Regions from separate parts of the Sus scrofa genome. Here regions 2 and 3 are each linked to region 1. The links are chromatin contacts, called in public Hi-C and HiChIP or PLAC-seq maps. All regions are on one chromosome and are shown on one strand. Each heading gives the region's core, a stretch centred on a gene start, on an enhancer-like site or on the middle of the called end of the contact. The rest is flanking DNA. Distances are from core to core; before and after follow the strand shown.

Evidence for each region. Hi-C and Micro-C count contacts between places; a contact is called where the count stands out from the background. HiChIP or PLAC-seq counts read pairs in DNA pulled down with a chosen protein or histone mark.
Region 2: a contact with region 1 is called in a Hi-C map of alveolar macrophages, with 3 times the contacts expected there. The contact joins the promoter of C18H7orf49 here to the enhancer-like site in region 1. A contact is called at or near these places in 17 of 47 Hi-C or Micro-C datasets (alveolar macrophages, embryonic fibroblasts, fetal heart ventricle and 9 more) and 2 of 2 datasets of contacts at active chromatin or transcription factors (alveolar macrophages and skeletal muscle).
Region 3: a contact with region 1 is called in an H3K27ac HiChIP or PLAC-seq map of alveolar macrophages. The contact joins two enhancer-like sites. A contact is called at or near these places in 4 of 47 Hi-C or Micro-C datasets (embryonic fibroblasts, mesenteric adipose tissue and skeletal muscle) and 1 of 2 datasets of contacts at active chromatin or transcription factors (alveolar macrophages).

What each region holds. Positions count from the first base shown.
Region 1 is chr18:14,558,177-14,562,196 of Sscrofa11.1, forward strand. All of the region lies in intron 2 of BPGM (bisphosphoglycerate mutase), which reads right to left. Among named protein-coding and RNA genes, the nearest start is that of BPGM, 33 kb to the right of the region's middle. Within about 2 kb of position 2,010, at least 8 of the 83 cell types and tissues checked have an H3K27ac peak or open chromatin away from gene starts, as enhancers often do. A contact at or near this core is called in alveolar macrophages and skeletal muscle, where this site is marked.
Region 2 is chr18:14,126,062-14,130,081 of Sscrofa11.1, forward strand. It overlaps C18H7orf49 (modulator of retrovirus infection homolog), which reads left to right and starts at 1,663. Exons shown (of 4, transcript XM_013985607.2): 1 at 1,663-2,585.
Region 3 is chr18:14,177,974-14,181,993 of Sscrofa11.1, forward strand. It overlaps AGBL3 (cytosolic carboxypeptidase 3), which reads right to left. Exons shown (of 17, transcript XM_021079175.1): 15 at 795-1,026. Among named protein-coding and RNA genes, the nearest start is that of TMEM140, 31 kb to the left of the region's middle. Within about 2 kb of position 2,163, at least 5 of the 83 cell types and tissues checked have an H3K27ac peak or open chromatin away from gene starts, as enhancers often do. A contact at or near this core is called in alveolar macrophages, where this site is marked.

The DNA.
Region 1 (4,020 bases), core at 760-3,259:
CCAGAAGTTAAAAAAAAAAAAGCTAAGACAAAAATTCACATTACATCAAATCTTAGGAGAGTAAATACCTTCTGGGGCATGACAGCTGTTCTTAGCTGTCTCCTATCGAAATCCTAAAGGAGTGAAAATTATTCTCTCTATTCCCACACTCCAGAAATCAATCTTGAAAAATCTGAAAGTAAACTAGGACGGCTTTCTGTTTTCTTCCTTTTATATATTGTCCTCAAGCTAGCCAAAATCACCTTGGAATCTTGTTCGACTGATCACAAAGTGGCTGGTTTTCCAATACCGAGTGCGCGTGCAGTGCCATGGGCTACATTCAGTCAAGGAGGACCACTCCCCTGGCGGCTGGGGTAGCACGATCCAGGGGGATCGGGAAGGTATGACCCGCATGCCTGGAAAACAAGCCTGTCTCCTCTTGTCCCTTAACATACAGACTGCTCAGAGCGGAAGGTGTGTGTAATGGACGAATCACCTTCAACTCTTTTTTAAAGAACCCCCATCAAAAGGTGTTCAACTTTGACCAGAAGAGCTGGAATTGCGGTAAGGGTGGTCACGGTGGTGGTGATGAGGTTTTTATTACTATGAGAGCTTTTTATTTTATTTTGTTTTTGCTTTTTTTAGGGCTGCGCCTGCAGCATATGGAGGTTCCCAGGGATCTAACTGGAGCTACAGCTGCCGGCCTACACCACAGCCACAGAAACGCCAGATCTGAGCCGTGTCTACAACCTACATCACAGCTCATGGCAATGCTGGATCCTTTAACCCACTGATCAAGGCCAGGGATCGAACGCACAACCTCATGGTTCCTAGTAGGATTCGTTTCCGCTGAGCCACAACGGGAACTCCTATGAGAGCTTTCAACAATAAACAGCTCATACAGACTCAGTACATTACACATGCCAGGTACTCTTGTAAGTACTTATGTGTACTAACTTATTGAATCACCACTGCAATCCTGCAAGGATATGCACTATTATTCTTCCATGTAACAATTCCCAACAGAGAGGTTAAGCAGACAACTCAAGATCACACAGACAGTTCATAGCAAAGCCTCGATTTAAACCCGGGTGTCTGTTAGCTACTGTACAATGCAATGCCTTTCAAATTTCTCTGAGTTCAAAACCAGCAAAGAAAGAGAGGAGACCTAAAGACATGTAGGCAAGCTAATTAAAAGGCAACTGACACTATTCAAATTATTTTAAAAACATACCTGTGTTACCTAGACATCTCAATTCTAACCGTATACTTCTGTTCTACATTAACAGAAAGGACCTAGCTAGAGCAACTTCTGAGGGGATTCAAGGGTCTGTCTTCATTTGGAAGGTGAGGATGGTTAGTAGCAGTCAGTGGTCAATGCACTTTGTCATTTTAGTTAACCAACATTCAAAACTATGAGGGTCAGTCAAAGAATCATAGCACTGGATCCCAAGTGCTGGGGTGGTTCTTTACTAGAATTTCATTTCTAGGTCCAGAAGAGCTACCTAGGAATTCTTACACACAAATCGTATCCTCCAATAGTTACAAAACAGTGGAAGGAATCCCAACTTGGAAGTCAGGGTCTCTTGCATGTACATGACCCATCTCGTGTGCCAGTCCCCTTCAGTATACTAACCAGGCTATAACCTTAGGAGAGTAACCTCTCTGGGCCTCCATTCCCTCTACTTAAAAAAGAAACACTCTTCTTCTACCACCATTACAAAGGGTGTGGGGGAGGAGGAAGAGACGGTATACAGCACAATAACTGTTTCCTCTTCCTCTACCAGGAATTCTCTTCTAGGGAGAAGACTTAAAGGGTAGGCTTATAAAACACTACTTTGCCCTGAAAAGCCCTCATCCCCACACTGCAATGATACACAAGATTACCATCCCAAACTAAACTAAAGCTGGCAGCAGAAGATAAATTCAGACCAGCAGCCAGCTATTTAGCTGGGAGATGACTGCCTTGGATTCTAAGCGCCCTCGGCCTCTGTCGGGTCAGCTCTGTGGGCTGGACACAGAGCAGCTGCCACATGCATCTCCTGGAGACGGCCAGAGTGGAATTCAAGAACACATGGTTTACAGCAGGTGAGCCCTAAGGATACAGAGAAACTGGAATCCTAATACATTGTAAAATTAAGAGTACAAAATCCTGTGGAATCTTTGGTAAACAGTCTGGCAAATCCTCAAACGGTTAAGCATAGAATTACCATGTGACACAGCAATTTCATTCCCAGGTGTATATCCAAGGGAAATGAAAACCTATGTCCACACAAAAACCTGTACACGAACCCTCATAGCAGCTTTATTCACATTAGACAAAAAAATGCAAACAGCCTAAATATCCATCAGTAGATGAACAGTTAAATTAAATGTGGTAGATCCAGACAATGGAGCATTATTTGGCAATGAAAAGGAAGGAAGTGCTGATACATGCTGAACAGTGATGACCCTTGAAAACATGCCAAGTGAAAGAAGCCAGTCACAGTGGAGTGCGAATCGTATGATTCCATTTAAACGAAATGTCCAGAATAGGCAAATCTCTAGTGACATAAATAGATCTGTGGCTGCAATGACAGCTAGGTACGGGGTTTCTTTTAAGGGTAATGCAAATGTTCTGAAATTGACTGTGATGCTAGATGGACAACTCTGTGAATATACAACTCGGGGAAAACACAACTCGGTGAAAAGACACCGAACTGTACACTTTAGATGAGTGAACTGCTGAGCCCCGGGAGCGTGGAAGGGAAGAGGAAGGGCAGCTGTGTGTCTCCTTCCCCTGCCTCTCCTCAAATGAAGGGTGGAGCTGGTACAAGGGAGGGTGTCCATTGCTGTTCAGCCTCAGAATAAAGGCACTGTTCACCGCTTCAGGTACAAATTCACTAATTAATTAAATGGGTGAACTGCATGGCATGGGAATTATATCTCAATAAAGCTGTTTAAAAACTACTAAACAGACCCAGAGAAGTTAAATAAAACTGTTCAAGTTGCAAGACCGTTAACGTAATAAAATTGGACTTTTTTTTTTTTTTTAAATTCTCAAATCCCAGGACTTCAACTCTGGTCATGGACTCAGCCATGGTTATTTCCACCAGAGCATAAGGAGAAAGGAGGATGTCTGTGTTCCTGCACCGCCCTTGTGAAGGGCTGGGTGCTAAATGGACATCAGTACCCAGAGTTCTCATGCTTTCAAGATTAGTAGGGAATGAGCAGATTTGTCTGATCCCCTTGCAACAGCTAATACACTGGGATCATGATGGGCCAAGCTTAGGGGTTGCAGTCTGGGACCTCAGGAAAGAGTTTCAGGTCTTTGGGCTAAGGGCATACATGAAATTCATCTGACCATGGCCTCAGATCTAACCAGTTCCAACAGATTTTTTTTTTTTTTTTTTTAAAGAAGCCCTCTGAGCTCATGCCTATGGCTTAGATAACAACCCACTTTTGTGTGGGCTCAAATCAAAGAGCCAACTAAACAAAGGCCATGAGAACTAAAATATTTCATCTATAAAGGAGAGCTCAACAAAAATAGAAATGTTTCCAATAAATAAAGTTGACATTCCATTTTAATGACTACTCAAGCCATTCACACAGCAGACTAATTACTTACAAATATTTAAAATATTTGGACTGGTTAATAATCAGTCAATGAGACTTAAGCGACTGACATTTTAAAATGGCAAATAAGGAAAAACCACAATGAAGCAATTACTCATTACTCAGTTTTAGCATGAGCCACATTCTTTGTCCTAGTGAGTTAAGCAAGCAGAACTCCTATGGCTAGAAAAATGCATCTGCACCGGATTAAATTAAACCGAATCAATACTATATTATGTAATATCATATTACAAGCTCTGTAACTGGAACATCATACAAAAGTTAAAATGAGTGGCCAGATAGCACATCCTCTGCCTGAAAACTGGCTTGGACTGCTTTACACAGCATCCAAGAGTGTTCTGAAGGAAAACATCTAAAATTGTGTCAATCCCTCTTTATCATTAGCCCCTCACCAACTCCCAACCATTGTCTTAAATTTTTTTTTTT
Region 2 (4,020 bases), core at 413-2,912, 430 kb before region 1:
AGGTTATGGGAAGAGGTTTTTAAGGAGAAAAAGGTGGAGGGAGTAGTTCTAATAATAGCAAGTGCTCTCTGTTCCTTCATTCACAAAACAAAATGATGCATCTCCACCAATAGACTTGGGTTTGTCCTGGCTCACAGTTGTGGGAGCGGAGGACCCTAGAGGTCAGTGAGCCTGCCCTGGAACCAAATGCAGCCTTTGCCCTTTCCTGTGTGCCCACTTCTGTTCCCCTCTAACCTTAAAAGAACCTGGTTATAGGAATGACATTACTGCGCAATTGAAACGGACTCCTGACTTAGGCCCTCCTGAATGCACACCATGTCTTGTCTAACCTGGTCTTTTCCTAGACAAAAAGGATGATGAATTAAGTTAGTAAGAAAATCTAAAGAATAAAAATTTTAACAATTAAAAATGGAGCATCTGATTGCTGTGGCTCCAGTCACTGCGAGGTACGGGTTTGATCCCCAGGCCTGCACAGTGGGTGAAAGGATCTGGCATTGCTGCAGCTGTGGTGTAGGTCGCAGCTGGGACTCAGAGTCAGTCCCCGGCCTGGGAACTTCCATATGCTGTGGGTGTGGCCTTAACATAAACAGTGAGTAGCTTTCTACCCTCAACAGTCCCCGTGAGCAATCCTGCAGGCAGATGACCCAGGCGAGATAACATCTAAAGGGGTCAGCACTCAATGGAGAAGGATGCAGAACCCAACCTCCTGCCTCCATGAGTCACTGAGATTCTACCCCCCTGCCCCCCGCCAATTTTCCCTGTAAAAACTGTCATGGTTGAGCAGAATCTTGGGGGATTGCCAACTTTCCTGATGAAGGCATATTTCCCTTCTAGTGACACTTGCCTCTCAAATTACTGGCATAGAGGCGATGAGCAGCCGAACCTGGGTTCAGTTAGAGAACCAGAGTAGAAGCAGGTCCTGCCCATCTGTGTTGGCCTCCTGAAGAGGCTGCAGGCAGAGCCCTGGCTCATCCCACAGCTAAAGGATTTAAACTTCCCTGGCTCAGCCTCCTTCGCTTGGGTTGAAGATTAGTATGGGGTTAAAGTGCTTTGGAGAAGCTGAGATGCCACACAGCTGGAAGCGAGAACGCCTGGCTCTGGATTCAGGGTTCTCAAACTCTGGATCACTCTCCACCACCCTGCACTTCCAGCACATGGAGAGTAATTTTCTATTACTAGCTATTGGTTATAAATCACACTTCAAATGGCCGTCTCGATAGTTTTGTGTTTGGGGATCGGACTGTCGGTTCTGATCATCCTTTTGCCTCAAAATATGGTAGGAGTTACACCTGTAACGGCTTGTGCTAGCCTTTTTACTTGTGTCTGACACCTGGGGTTTCTTCGCCTGCCTCTTTTAGGTTACTATGAGTGGTGTGATTTTAAATAAAACTAGATGCTAACCCCACGTGTGAACTGCAGTGCTCAGCATCAGGCTGCAAGGAAAGCAGCGAGGACACCTGGGCAGCCTGCCAGAGCACCCCGCTAGTGCAGGGAACACCTCGAAGGCCAATTTGAATATTATTAGTAAGACCTACTTTCAAGATAACAAATGTTAACAGTCTTTAATTTCCCTTCCTGCCTCTGAGGGGTTCACCTTGCACCACCCCTGCTCCCAGGGGGATGTATGCCTCCAAAGAGTGCGGAACTCAGGCTTTGGGAATTCTCTCCTGCTCCCTCCGGCAGAGTTTCAAAAATGCAGATCCACCTGCTCCTCTGCCCCTAATTTCTGGTTCAGGGGGCCTGGGAATTGACACTTTAACAAAATCCAATCAGCAAGCCTCAAATAGAGATACATTTGGGTACAAGATACTGTTAAAATCATTCATGATGCTTCTTAAAGAACAATAAGGCAAATTTTATTCAATAGGATTTTGCAGCAGGGGAAAAGATTGGGCTCAACCACTGCAAGGAAAAGTGGCAGGGCTGGCGTCAGTGGATGCATGATTAAGAGGAAACATCAGGGGTAAGGGGGATTCTGGCCAAACTGACCTAACAGGATTCTTGCGGAGGGCAGGCGGCGGGGGTGGGGGAATCAGGCATCACCTGGGAGCTGGTGGCAGCTGAAAATCAGATATGGAGGGTGGGTGGACGCTGGCTAAACCAACTTGGCAGTATTCTTGCTAAAAACGGACAATGTGGAGTCCAAGCGACAGGGCCTAGTTGAGAGTTCAGAGGAGCCTGACCTGAGTTTGGTCAAGGAGTGGGTTTGTCAGGACCCGGGACAGCGGGGCCGGCCTCTGATCAGCTGGGGTGTCCTGGCTCCTTGGCCCGGGGCGCAGATCACGCGAGCTGCCGGCAGGGGGCGCGCCCGCGCCTCTGCGCAGGCCGGTGGTCGGGAGCCGGAAGCGCAGGGACGCGGCGGAGCCGGGGGGCGGGTTACCGTGCGCGCGGGGCAGGCTTCCGGCCCGCGGGGATCTGAGCTCCCTAAACCGCCCAGAATCCATCTCCCGGACGCTCCCCGGCAGCCAAGAAGGGGGTGGGGGCCCGGAGGCAGGAAGCCCGGGCCGGAGGAGCGCCGGGAACGCGGGGGTCCGGTAGCCTGCGAGGCCCCGCGTGGATGTTCGGCGTCTCCCCTCCTCCTGCAGGTTGGCATCGGTCTCATCGCTCCAGGGCGGGACGGGGTCCCGGAGGGAAGCGGCGGCTGAGAATGGGAGCGCTGGGCAGGGCCGGCGCCCGCGGGGCGGCGCCGGGGAGTCCCAGGCCCTCACCACCCCCAGCCACCGGGCCAGGGAGCACAGGGCCCGGAGTCTGGAGGAGCAGGGTGCCAGTCCTGACCCGGCCGTTTCGAACTTTTTTTGTGATTTCGTGCAATTTGCCAGGTCTCAGATACTCATCTGTAAAATGGGTCTCATAGTATCTGCCTAAGGGTCAAACCAATATATGCATTGACCTCTGTGCAGTGCCTGTGCCAGGCGGTTAGCAGCTGCTCTTCAGATGTGGAAATGACTGTTACCACCTCTTGAATTTTGACAGAAGTGAGTCTGCTCTCTGTGGCCAGAAAGGTTTGGATGATGTCCTGGTAATTCTTTTTTTTTTTTTCCCCCTTTTTACGGCCTCACCTGTGGCATATGGAAGTTCCTGGGCCAGGGGCCCAATCAGAGCTGCAGCTGCCGGCCTATGCTGTAGCTACGTAACGCTGGATCTGAGCCACATCTGCAACCTAAGCTGCAGTTTAGTGGCAACGCTGGATCCTTAACTCACTGAGCTGGGCCGGGGATCCAACCCGCTCACAGAGCATCAGGTCCTTAACCCACTGAGCCACAAGGGGAACTCCCAATTTTTTTCTTTTAAGTTGTAAGCAGCCATTCTAGAGGAGCAATAAAAGATCGAGTTAAGATTCAAAGAGGAACCTCTTATTCTTAGTTGGCCTTTTTCTAGTCACACCTCTGCTCCACTAAGAACCTTTGTACACAGGGACCCTGAGCTGCATTTGGGGTTAACTAAGCGAGGGTGGAAACCTGCATCCCTTGAGTCCTGGGGTGGGGCTGAGCCTTAAGGAGGAGGGGCTGAGGTGGAATCCCCTGGGAGTGGGCCTGGTGGGAAGAAGCCGCATTACATGGGAGACTGGCCCACCCTCCCCCGATCCATTTCACACATGGGAGGAGCCAGGCACAGTTGTCCCTGACCCCAACGCCCAGCTAAAATATGACATCAGAAGTTTGGGGGTTTTTTTTGTTTGTTTGTTGTTGTTGTTTTGTCTTTTTAGGGCTGCACTTGAGGCATATGGAAGTTCCCAGGCTAGGTAGGAGTCGAATCGGAGCTAGAGCTGCTGACCTACACCACAGCCACAGGAACTCAATTCAGGATTTGAGCTGAATATGCATCCTACACCACAGCTCACGGTAACGCTGGATCTCTTACCACTGAGCGAGACCAGGGATTGAACCTGCATCCTCATGGATACTAGTCAGGATCATTACCACTGAGTCACAATGGGAACTCCCAGAAATAATTTTGGATTAAGGGAGGGGATGTTGGCCAGTGAAACCCTCATTGTAAATCGAAATGGCCTTGAGGTCT
Region 3 (4,020 bases), core at 913-3,412, 380 kb before region 1:
GCCACCAGCCTACGCCAGAGCCACAGCAACGTGGGATCCGAGCTGCGTCTACAACCTACATCACAGCTCACGGCACCGCCGGATCGTTAACCCACTGAGCAAGGGCAGGGACTGAACCCGCAACCTCATGGTTCCTAGTCGGATTCGTTAACCACTGCGCCACGCCAGGAACTCCCAGGTTAATTATTTCTAATTCTGGTTGCCTCCTAGGATTATAAGATTTAAACACACCTGAGAAACTTCAAATCAGGCTATGATCATACTTTATTAATACATACTTTATTCATAGATCCAAATTAATGAGTGTTTTCATGCAAATAAACAGTTGAATAAGGCCTAATAACTTATTCCTTCACATATCCTATGTGTTCTTATGGCTTTGGGTCTTTGTCCCTTTGTCAAATGTGATGTAGCTGCCACTATTTTTAAGAGCCTGTGTTTGTTTCTTAGGATAATAAATTAATAAGCCATGGAGTTCCAGACGTGGCTCAGCAAAAACAAATTTGACTAGCATCCATGAGGATGCAGGTCCGATCCCTGGCCTTGCTCAGTGGGTTAAGGATCTAGCATTGCCATGAGCTGTAGTGTATGTTGCAGATGTGGCTTGGATCTGGCATTGCTGTGGCCGTGGCGTAGGCTGGCAGCTGTAACTCTGATTTGACCCCTAGCCTGGGAACCTCCATATGCTGTGGGTGCAGCCCTGAAAAGACCCCCCCCCCAAATAAGCCTTTTTTCCTTAAAAAAGAGTGTACATATATTAAGTAGCTAAGAATAACAAAATTGTATTGACTTACTGATGTTGGATTTGAAAGTTGGTTCTTGGATTGAAAATCTGTTTTATCTGAGTGGTTTGCACATTTTTAGTGCTTTTCATGATTGGGAGCAAATACTGCAATATTTCTTCAGATTGAGATATTTTTTTATCCCTGTAGATTCTTTTTTCATCGTCTGTCCAATTTACACCAGCCTTCTTGCTTTGGAAAGATGTACATTCTTTCATACTATTTTTTAAGTTGTGATGAAGACCTGGGGAGCAACCATAAAAATATGTATAGCTATATAAACTGAACTGATTAAGCAATTACTTATTCAGCATTAGGTACCAAAGTGTCTGTCTAAAAATGCATATTTATTTGAAGCTTATACTTTAAATACAGGGCAGAAAATAAGTGTGTAAACAAGATACATCTATATATATTTATAAATATATATCAGATAATAAAATTTATGTGAGGAAAAAAACCTGGGGAGGGGAATAGAGAATTCTCAGGGGATGGATTAATTTCTGTTTTTGAAAAGGTGTTCGGAGGCCTCCCCCTGAGGCTGACCTGTCAAAGGAGTTAGGAAACGAGTCAAGTAGCCATCAGAAGCAAGTGCATTCTAGGCAAGGCCCTGAGCTAGGAGCATGGCAGGGTGTTGAAGGAACACCAAGATAGGACACGTGGCTAAAGCAGAGTGAAGGAGGGAAAAGATGTCATAGGAGCTCAGAGAGGTCACTGGACTTAGTTCACGTAAGGCCTCAGGGCCGTTGTAAGGACTTTGATTTTTACTAAGTGTGAAGCAGGGAGACTGGAAGGCTTTGAGGAGTGTCCCATCTGACAGAATCATCTGGTTGCTGAGTTGAGAGCAGATGGAACAGGGCAAGGGTAACAAGCAGCGAGGTCTTTCGGAAGGCCGCTGAAACAGTCTCGGAGAGAGGATGGTAGCTTGGAGCAGCGTGGTGGCAGTGGCACAAGAGTGAGAAGTACAGGCACGGGGAGACAAGTATCTTGAGTATATTTTGGGATTTTCTCATGAATTAGATACGGGGTGAGAGAATAAAAGAGGAATCAGTGGTGGCTCCAAAGTTTCTTTCAAGGACATAGAAGGATGAAGATATAGGTAAAATTATGAGAAAAGCATGTTAGAAATTCCTTATTAGATGATATGAAGGAATTACTGTTTATTTTGTAAAGTGTGATAATAAGAGTATAATAACATTAAAATGCTTAGCAAACTGTTAAAAAATAAAGTTCATTTTTAAAGTGTTTATTCCATTCCACACCTATTAGGGCAGCTATTGTCAAAAAACAGAAAATTATCCGTGTAGGCAAAGATGTGGAGAGACTAAGACCACGGTGCACTGTTTGCTGGAATGTAAAACGGTGTAGTCGATGTGGAAAACAGATTGGTGGTTCCTCAAAAACTGAAACTAGAATTACCATATGATCTGCGATTCGACTTCTGGATACATGCCCAGAAGAATTGAAAGAGAATCTTGAGGAGTTATTTGTATATCCATGTTCATGCCGGCATTATTCACAACAGTCCAAAGGTGGAAGCAATCCAAATGCACATTTGTGGATGAATAAATAAGCAAAATATGGTATATACATACAATGGAACATCATTCAGCCTTAAAAAGGGAAGGAAATTGTGACATGTGTTACAACATAGATGAACCTTAAGGGCATTATGCTGAGTGAAATGAGCTAGTCACAAAAAGACAAATATTGTATTTGTCTTCCAAAGATCAATTCCACTTAATTGAGAAACCTAGAATAGTCAAAGTAGCATAGTTACCAGGGGCTGTGAGGAGGGAGGAATGGGCAGTTTTTAATAGGTATGGCATTTCAGTTTTGCCAGAGGAAAAGAGTTCTGGAAACTGTGCACCTCAGTGTGAATGTGCTTAACACTGCTGAACACTTAAAAATAAAGATGGTAAATTTTATGTCATGTGTATTTTAACACAATTAAAAAAAATTCAATACATATAGGTAGAGAAGGGGAAGAACATCCCGAGTAAAGCCTGAAGGAAGATTGGTAGATATTTTCAAGGATGTGGCAGTGTTAGTTGTAATTATGATGCCTCGATTGATATATAGATAGCATACAAAAAAGTAGAGTATGTTTAGAATAAAAGCAAGAAATACATTATGCTTTGTAAAAAAAATGTTTATCTAGTTAGAGATATACACTGAATTATTTATGGGCAAAACAACATGGTTTGCTGACTTTGCTTAAAATACTTTTAGCAAAAAAAGTGGTGGGAATACAAATGAAACAAGAATAGCAGGATGCTGATAACTCTTTAGGGTGGATAACGGGCACCAGTGATTCATTATTCTATTCTCTCTCCTTTTGTTTATGCTTGAAATTTCCACAATAATGCTTTTTTTTTTTAAAAGAATTGTCCACTACTAAAATGAAAGGAAACTGATGACTAAACACTCACTGAATTAAACTAGACTTGAAAGACCGTGTATGAGGGTGTGTATGAGCACAATATCTGGCAATGCTGGATCTATAGTCTCTTGAGAAGCCATTCCTAGACCATTCAGCAAATAGTCATTGGATGGTTATTAGGTATCTGGCATTATGTTCAGTTTGGTAAATAGGTGTGAAAAATATAGTCATTGACTTTAATAGTCCAACAGTTGGGACGAGAGAGAGAGACAGAGAAAAGTAAAGCATCAACAGAATAAGTAACTATAGAGATGAGGCAAGGTGCTTACTATAGGATTGCTGATGGGGGACTTCTAGCCATAGTTAGGGCTGGATAAGGAAAGATTCCTAATTCCGAATTTATCTGAGTCTTGATGAATAATTGCAAGTCAGCTACGTAAACAAAACAGTAGTAATCTAGGCAATGGGACTAACATGGCACACTCTTTAAGCCACAAGTATGGTTTAGCATGACTAGAACGTCAGGAAAGTGTGAATGACTGGTTCAGAACTAGACACCTTGTTCGTAACTTTTGAGAGGTTTCCAGAGACAGGAATAATTTGCGTCTGGTAGATGCTTGATGTTTTAAAAGTTGAATTGTTAGGGGCCATTGAAGATTTTATGCGTGGAAGTAATATAATTAGATCTGCATTTCTGAAAGATCACACTGGCAGCCAGGAGGATGACAGGTTGGAGAAAAGACTTGAGGCAGGGAGACAAGTTAGAAGGCTAGTGTGGTAACTCAAGGGAGGCTGGAAGGGAGTCTGAACTAAGGGAGCAGCAGTTGCGATGAAGAAGGGCAAATTCAAGAGAAT